2 separate regions of the Sus scrofa genome follow, and region 2 is linked to region 1. Evidence: chromatin contacts called from public HiChIP or PLAC-seq data. All regions are on one chromosome and are shown on one strand. The core of a region is the stretch at or near the end of the contact, and the rest is flanking DNA. Distances in the headings are between cores, read along the strand shown. Region 1 overlaps STX11 (syntaxin-11). Region 2 has its middle 15 kb from the start of SF3B5.

The links. HiChIP or PLAC-seq counts read pairs in DNA pulled down with a chosen protein or histone mark.
Region 2: an H3K27ac HiChIP or PLAC-seq map of alveolar macrophages shows a contact between it and region 1. The contact joins two enhancer-like sites. A contact is called at or near these places in 21 of 47 Hi-C or Micro-C datasets (adipose tissue, alveolar macrophages, blood and 12 more) and 2 of 2 datasets of contacts at active chromatin or transcription factors (alveolar macrophages and skeletal muscle).

Annotation. Positions count from the first base shown.
Region 1 is chr1:21,126,694-21,130,798 of Sscrofa11.1, forward strand. STX11 (syntaxin-11) reads right to left here. Exons shown (of 2, transcript XM_021087115.1): 2 at 1,178-3,187. The coding sequence ends at 2,319. Among named protein-coding and RNA genes, the nearest start is that of TRNAL-UAA, 15 kb to the left of the region's middle. Within about 2 kb of position 2,013, at least 6 of the 83 cell types and tissues checked have an H3K27ac peak or open chromatin away from gene starts, as enhancers often do. A contact at or near this core is called in alveolar macrophages, where this site is marked.
Region 2 is chr1:21,214,373-21,218,192 of Sscrofa11.1, forward strand. No RefSeq gene overlaps it. Among named protein-coding and RNA genes, the nearest start is that of SF3B5, 15 kb to the right of the region's middle. Within about 2 kb of position 2,424, at least 1 of the 83 cell types and tissues checked has an H3K27ac peak or open chromatin away from gene starts, as enhancers often do. A contact at or near this core is called in alveolar macrophages, where this site is marked.

The DNA.
Region 1 (4,105 bases), core at 763-3,262:
ACCACTGAGCCATGATGGGAACTCCAGAAGTTAATGATTCTTAAAGTTAAGAGCAACCCTTTCAGTCTACAAGAGAGTTATGCAATAATGAACATAGCACTGAGCATGTGCCAGGCACTGTCTTAAGTGTTTTTACATAGTCATTTACTTCTTACAACTCTATGAGATGAGTCCTGTTATAACCATTTTACAGATGAGGAAACTGAGGTGCAGAGAGGTTAAATAATGCCCTCAAGTCATACAGCTATACGGCAAAGTCATGATTTAAACCCAGAGAGTAGGGTCTGATTTTGTGTTCTTAATTGCTATGCCACACCTGATAGTTACTAAAAAGCAGGAAGAAAAATTCTTGCCTTTTCATAGCCAACAGTTCACTAATTCTGGTATATTAAAGTTTTTACCTAATTCTCCAATGAGAAATGTGGGCAATTAAAAAATACACAGAGCCAGCAAACTCTTTGACTTTTATGAATGGCTCTAAATGCAGAAAATGCTTTATGGGTTGAATTCATCAACTATTCTCTTTTGTGGAAACTAGCTGATGGACTATATTTACAAAATCTCTTGCCTCTTATCAAAGACAGAGCAATGAATCTGTTTGAAGATTTTTTTTTAGAGAAAGGGAATTAAGTCAAAGGTGAAACACATCTCTGGAATTAGCTGAGAAAGAAATGAGAGAAATCTGAGAAAAGCCTAGTGGGACTTGGTTTCCACAATTCTCATATTTAACCATGAAATTAAAATTAGGAGCAGGGCTAGATTTCACAGTCATAAGCAGGCTAGTCAGTGAGTTCCAAAGAGTTCACATACTCTTCTTTCTATTTCTATTAAAGTTTCACTGTCTGAAAACTCTGGGAATAACGACCATTGAATAAACTCTCGTTTATTAAATAGCGAGTGGAAAGAGTTAAGAGTTGACTTAAAGACAGAAAACATGGTAAATGTGAGTCAGGGCATTACAAAGTTTGCAAACAAAACCAGATCTCCAAAACAGGATGATTTTGTTAAACTATTGTAAATAACTCAGGAGAGAAAGCAACACACCCCCATGTGAATTAATTTTCATTTCCCCCCTCTATTCAGAGTTTCATCCAGATGTTGCAACCTCAGGCAGCTAGTAGACAATAATTGAAAAAGTAGACTAAGATTTAAATGGTCAAGACACAAATGCATAAAAAAGGATGTTTATAATGTGTTTATTCCACTAACTTGAAAAACAGGATTCTTTTATTTTAAATTACCACATTTGAATGCATGAAAGGAATGGGCCACAGTAAAACAAAAGTAATTACTTTTAAGACCATTTTTATTATCTCTAGTTTTGTATGCATTTTCAGAATTTTATCTGTCTTTATCACCATAACCAAGACAGAGATGTTCAAAACCAAGTTTTGACCCAAACTGGACTACTGAGATGCAGATGAAACAAGCAAATCAACACTAATAACCAGTAAAAATATTTTCCTGGATATTTATATACCATATTTACAAAAGTAAAGTTAAACCAATTGGTATTATGTACATGCATTAGTAAATATTTGTACTTTACATTTATATATATATGCATTTGTAAAAATCAAGTAAAAAGAAATTTTAAATTATTTTTATTTATGAAAAATATATATAATGTGACATACAAACTTTAATTTGAGTGCTTGTTCAATACTCAGTGCTTAAAAACATTTGGAAAAAAATCTCCAAATATATTCTGATAGAATATAAAGAGTTGAGGAAACAGTGATACTTGTGATTTAAACAAGTAGAGGAGGTGAGCAGAAAGAAGATACACATCCATGTGGGAATCACATAGCATAAACCAGATAAAGAGTAAGAAAAGGAAGATGTGCAGTTTTTCCCAAGGTCAATTTCACTCGAAAATGAATAGAACCAAGGTACTTTCAGGACAGGGTAAATGAATTGAAGTTTTAATAACCAGTCCTTACACAATGGGCTGATGCACAATTTGACTTCCTCCTAGAGGTTCATGAGCAAACGTGCCTTGGACATTTACCGTAGAGTACACTACAATGTCAGTTCCTCATTTGGCTTCCGTTAAGAGGCGAGGGTGTTTATGTGCCATATAATGATCTCACAAAATTTCAGGAGGTATCTGTCCTTACTGAAGAAACAATGGGGTGACATGTACCCTCTTTCCAAGTTCGAGCTGGGCTGGAATTCTTGGACCTTGAGTGTTTTCTTTCTCTAAAGAGCGAGGTCCATAGGCATTAGAGCAACTCATCCCAGTGCAAATGGCCTCAACATCTTTCCCAGGGTGCTTACTAGCCCTTTCAGGTCTGGGATCAGGTGTTGCAGGCCTGCTAGTTCAGGCAGGGGCAGCAGAAGCAGCAGATGGTCCGGCAGGGATTCTTCTTTTTGTACTGCACCGCCTTGCGCACCTGCACCTTGGCCTGGCCGGTGTAGTCAAGGGTCTTCTGCACGTTGAACTCGATGACGTCCAAGGTGTCAGCCTGCTGCTCCACCAGCATGGCCATCTGCAGGAAGAGGTCATGCAGGTCGCGGATGCGGCTCTCCAGCCGCAGCATCTCGCGGTGGCGGTTCTCGATCTCATTGAGGGCCGCCCGCGCGCCCTTCACATCAGCCAGCAGGTTCTCGGAGAACACGTCCCATTTGCCTTGTTCGAACATGTCCTCTATCTGGTTGCTCGAGACATCCTTGCCCATGATCTCCAGCTGGCGCTGGATGCGGATCTTACAGTTTTCGCGCTGCTTCATCTCGGCCTGGTTGTACTCGTGCATGGCAGCCTGGAAGGTGCGGGCGAGCGCGCTGTACTGCGCCTGCGCGATGCGCGCCACAGCCGAGTGCTCACCGTGCTTTGCCTGCGCCTCCTCGCTCAGCGCCTTCATGGCGCTCAGCTTGCGGTGGATGCTCTCACCCCGGGCCTTGATGTCCTTGGCAATCGAGTTGGTGTCACGCTTGATGCTGCTGAGACGCCGCATGGACGTGAGGAAGCGGGCGTTCTGCTTTCCCAGCCGCTTCACGTCAGTAAACAGCTGCTGGTTTTCATCCTGAAGCTCCTGGATGTCTCGGTACAAGGATTCCAGGATGTGGTCCGTCTCAAACACGATGTCCTCGTGAGGTGAGTCAAAGTCATCGTCCTTTTCTGGGAACTGCTGGTCATAGTGCTTGGTTAACTCCAAAAGTTCTACTAGCCGGTCCTTCATTTTGCCTGCAAGTAGAGATACTGAGGTTAAATTCCTCTAGGGAGAGTCAAATATTTTGCGTTGAGGGAATTGAAGATTAAAATAAACATTCTGCTTACTGCTTAGCACTCCAGATTCTTTACTCTTGGGTATAGGTAATAAACGCGGTAAAGGAGTTAAATGTCCCATGACATTTTTCTTATGAGTATAAAGGACTAATGTGACTAAGAGTCATGAACACATTTGTATTTTACAGCTGGTAGGTAGGAATCTGCAGTTCAATAGTAGAGGTGCCCAGAATACAATCAGCAATTTCAAATTTTAGAGTGCTTTGGGAACCCAACTCTTTTTCTTCCTTTACATGCTTCATAATCGCAAATCAAAACACATCAGCGAAAGGAAAAATAAGAAGAGAAGACTGGCAAAGATAATGATTGTTGAATATGGACAGCCAATTTACAAGGCTTTGGGGCCAACTCTAAGTGTTATCTATCTATTCTGTGTCTATTTCAGCACCAGTCCTTGATCTGGTACATCCTCAGTTCTATGCATCAAAACAGTTCTTTTAAAAATGATATAAATCATGGTTTATTTTTCCTCTTAAAAATTTAATAAATATAAAACATGGTTAATGTAAACAACAGAACAAACAAAGGTAAAAATCCAATAAGAAAATATAAAATTTGGAAGTTTACATTTCCTTGCTCTTCTAACATCATTGCTACATACTTCATTTTGAGTGTTTGTTCAATACTCAGTGCTTAAAAATATTTCCTCAGTATATTCTAATGGAATATATTAAGAGTACAAGAGGAGTTCCCATTGTGGCACATCGGAAATGAATCTGACCATCCACAAGGACGAAGGTTCAATCCCTGGCTTCCATCAGTGGGTTAAGGATCTGGCGTTGCTGTGAGCTGCGATGTAGGTCACAGAGGAGGCTC
Region 2 (3,820 bases), core at 1,174-3,673, 88 kb after region 1:
ACAATGAGTGATGTTGAACATCTTTTCATGTGTTTTTCGGCCATCTGTATGTCTTCTTTGGAGAACTGTCTGTTTAGATCTTCTGCCCATTTTTTGACAGGTCTTGTTTGTTTTTTTGGTATGGAGCTGCAGAAGGTGTTTATAAATTTTGGAGGTTAATCCCTTGTCAGTCGATTCACTTGCAAAGATTTTCTCCCATTCTGTGGGTTGTCTTTTTGTGTTATTTAGGGTTTCCTTTGCTGTGCAGAAACTTTGAAGTTTGATTAGGTCCCATTTGTTTATTTTTCTTTTTATTGTCAATACTGTGATAGGTGGATCTAAGAAGATGTTGCTGTCGTTTATGTCAGAGAGTGTTTGGCCTGTGTTTTCCTCTAAGAGTTTTATAGTGTCTGGTCTTATATCTAGATCTTTAATCCATTTGGAGTTAATTTTTGTGTATGGTGGTAGGGAGTGTTCTCATTTCATTCTTTCCCATGTGGCTGTCCAGTTTTCCCAGCACCACTTATTGAACAAGCTGTCCTTTCTCCATTGTATATTCTTGCCTCCTTTGTCATAGATGAGTTGGCTGTAGGTGCGTGGGTTTAATTCTGGGCTTTCTATGCTCTGCCACTGATCTACATTTCTGTCTTTGTGCCAGTACCATGCAGTTTTGACGATTGTTACCATGAAATTTTAATATAAGAATCTTTATGTATGAAAGATTGTTTCAAGTTGCTGATCTCTTAGTTGCAAATGCATCTCCAATATGTTGCATTTGTACCCTCCTCTTCTCAAAATTTCTAGTATTTGCATGTGGATGATTTCCTACCTTTACTATGTTTTTCTTTACCAATGGGCCTTCTTATTTGTAACCTTTTTGTTTTTATTTTTATTTATTTATTTATTTGTCTTTTTGCCATTTCTTGGCCCGCTCCTGCGGCATATGGAGGTTCCCAGGCTAGGAAAAGAGCCACAGCAACGTGGGATCCGAGCCACGTCTGCAACCTATACCACAGCTCACAGCAATGCCGTATCGTTAACCCACTGAGCAAGGGCAGGGATTGAACCCACAACCTCATGGTTCCTAGTCAGATTCGTTAACCACTGTGCCACGACGGGAACTCCAATTTTTTTGTTTTTAGTTGTGGCCTTTTCTTTTCCACCTAGAGAAGTTCCTTTTGTATTTGTTGTAAAGCTGGTTTAGTGGTACTGAATTCTCTTAGCTTTGCTTGTCTGTAAAGCTTTTGATTTCTTCTTCCAAATCTGAATGAGAGCCTTTCTGGGTAGAGTATTCTTGGTTGGAGGCTTTTTTCCTTTCATCATTTTAAGTATATCTTGCCACTCCCTTTGGGACTGCAATTTCTACTGAAAAATCATCTGATAACCTTATCAGGATTCCCTTGTATGTTATTTGTTGCTTTTCCCTGGCCTCTTTCAATATTTTCTCTGTCTTTAATTTTTGTCAGTTTGATTAATATGTGTCTTGGAGTGTTCCTCCTTGGGTTTATTTTATATGGTATTCATTGTGCTTCCTGGATTTAAGTGAGTGGTGCTGTTCTCATGTTAGGGAAGTTTTTAGCTATTATTTTTTCAAATATTTTCTCTGGCCCTTTCTCTCTCTCTTCTCCTTTTGCCACCCCCTATAATGTGGATGCTGGTATATTTAAAGTTGTCTCAGAGTTTTCTTATACTATCCTCATTTATTTTAATTCTTTTTTCTTTATTCTGTACTGCATCAGTGATTTCCGCCAGTTTATCTTCCCCCTAGCTTATTTGTTCTGCTTCCTGTATTCTGTTATTGGTTTCTTCTAGTGAATTTTTTAAATTTCAGTTATTGTATTTTGCATCTATACTTGCTTAATCTTTTTTTTTTTGCCTTTTCTAGGGCTTCTTCCCATGGCATATGGAGGTTCCCCGGCTAGGGGTCTAATCAGAGCTGTAGCTGCCAGCCTACACCAGAGCCACAGCAATGCTGGATCCAAGCCACATCTGTGACCTACACCACAGCTCATGGCAATGCCAGATCCTTAACCCAGTGAGCAAGGCCAGGGATCGAACCCACATTCTCATGGTTCCTAATCTGATTCATTAACCACTGAGCCATGACAGAAACTCCTATACTTGTTTTAATCTTTAAATCTTCTATTTCTTTGTTAAATATTTCTTATAATTTATCAGTTTTTGCCTCCAGTTTTTTTCCTCTAAGATCTCGGATCATCTTAATTATCATTACTCTAAAAACTTTTTCATAGAGGTTGCTAATGTCCAGTTCATTTAGCTTTTTTTCTGGATTTTTTTCCCCTTATTCCTTCATCTGGATCTTATTTCTCTGCCTTTTCATTTGGTATAGCTTTTTGTGTGATCGCCTTATTGTAGGCTATCAACTTGTAGCCTCTCTTGCTTCTGGTGTCTTCCCCCTTGTGGGTGAAGTTGGTACAGGAGCTCATTGCAGGCTGCCTTATGGGAGGCACTAGTGGCTGCCCACTGGTAGGTGGAGCTTATTCTTGTCCCTCTGGTGGGTAGGGCTTTGTCTCTGGGTGTGATTAGAGGCAGCTGTGTCCTAGGAGGACTTTAGGGAGCCTGTTTGATGATGGATGGGGCTGTGTTCTCACCCTGTTTGTTGTTTGGCCTGGGGCTTCTCATCCCTGATGGGTAGCACCAGATTTTTCCCAAATGATCACCTTCAGGGAAGTTCACATTGATGATTATTCCCGAGACCTCTGCCTCCGATGTCCTTTTCCCCACAGTGAGCAACACCCACCCCCTGTTTTCCCAGGAGATCCTCCAAAACCTGCAGGTAGGTCTGACCCAGATTCTTATGCAGTTTCTGCTTTGCCCTGGGACCCAATGCACATGAAATCCTGTGTGCACCCTCCAAGAGTGGAGACTCTGTTTCCCCTAGTCCCATGGCGCTCTTGCACACAAGCCCTGCTGGCTTTCAATACCAGATGCTCTGGGGGCTCCTCCCAATGCCAGACCCCCAGGCATGGGAACCTGACATGGGGTTCAGAACTCACACTCTTGTGGGAGAACTTCTACAATATAGTATGTTTCCAGTCTGTTGGTTGCCCATCCGGTGGGTATGGGATTATTTATATCATGAAAATGCCCCTCCTACCATCTCGATGTGGCTTCTTTTCTGTCTTTGGGTGTAGGGTACCTTTTTTGGTAGTTTTCTATATATTTTGTTGATGGTTGTTCAGCAATTGGTTGTAATTTTGGTGTTTTTGTGAAAGTTGAGCTGAGATCCTACTCTGCCATCTTAATCCCGTGATTGCTAAGTTTAATTCATCTTCTACACTCAATCCTGTCTTTTAGAAATACAACATGTTCCTATCAAAATTTACATTCCAATGTTAGTACAGGTTTGGTGTTTTGTTTTTGATACAACTATAGAAAAAATTTTGGCACCAAATGAACTTTTAGAAAGTGTTAAGGCTTTATAGAGACTAATTTCTCAATGCAATTTAGAAATTGAGAAAAGAATGCCAAGAATTTTTGAGTCTTTCAAATATAGGCAGTCCCCAGTGCATAGAACTTCTTCCACATAGAAGACTACCCCCATCAGGCTCACATGTATAGAAACCCACTTCTGCTACTCCTAGTGACCAGACTACACAGGAACTGTAAGCCCACACTTACAGCCTCATGGAGGAAACATAAGAGAGGGAAAATGTGGAGAAAGTAAGGCAGAATGTTCATTCATTGCTGCCCCAAGGCTCTTGCTATAGTTCACCTTTTCGTCTTTCCCCCAGGCCTGTATTCCTATCTCTGGTGCCCCCCATTTCCACTCCAGAAGTCCCTGTGATTAGGTAGAACTAGAGAGCTTTTCATCTCATTT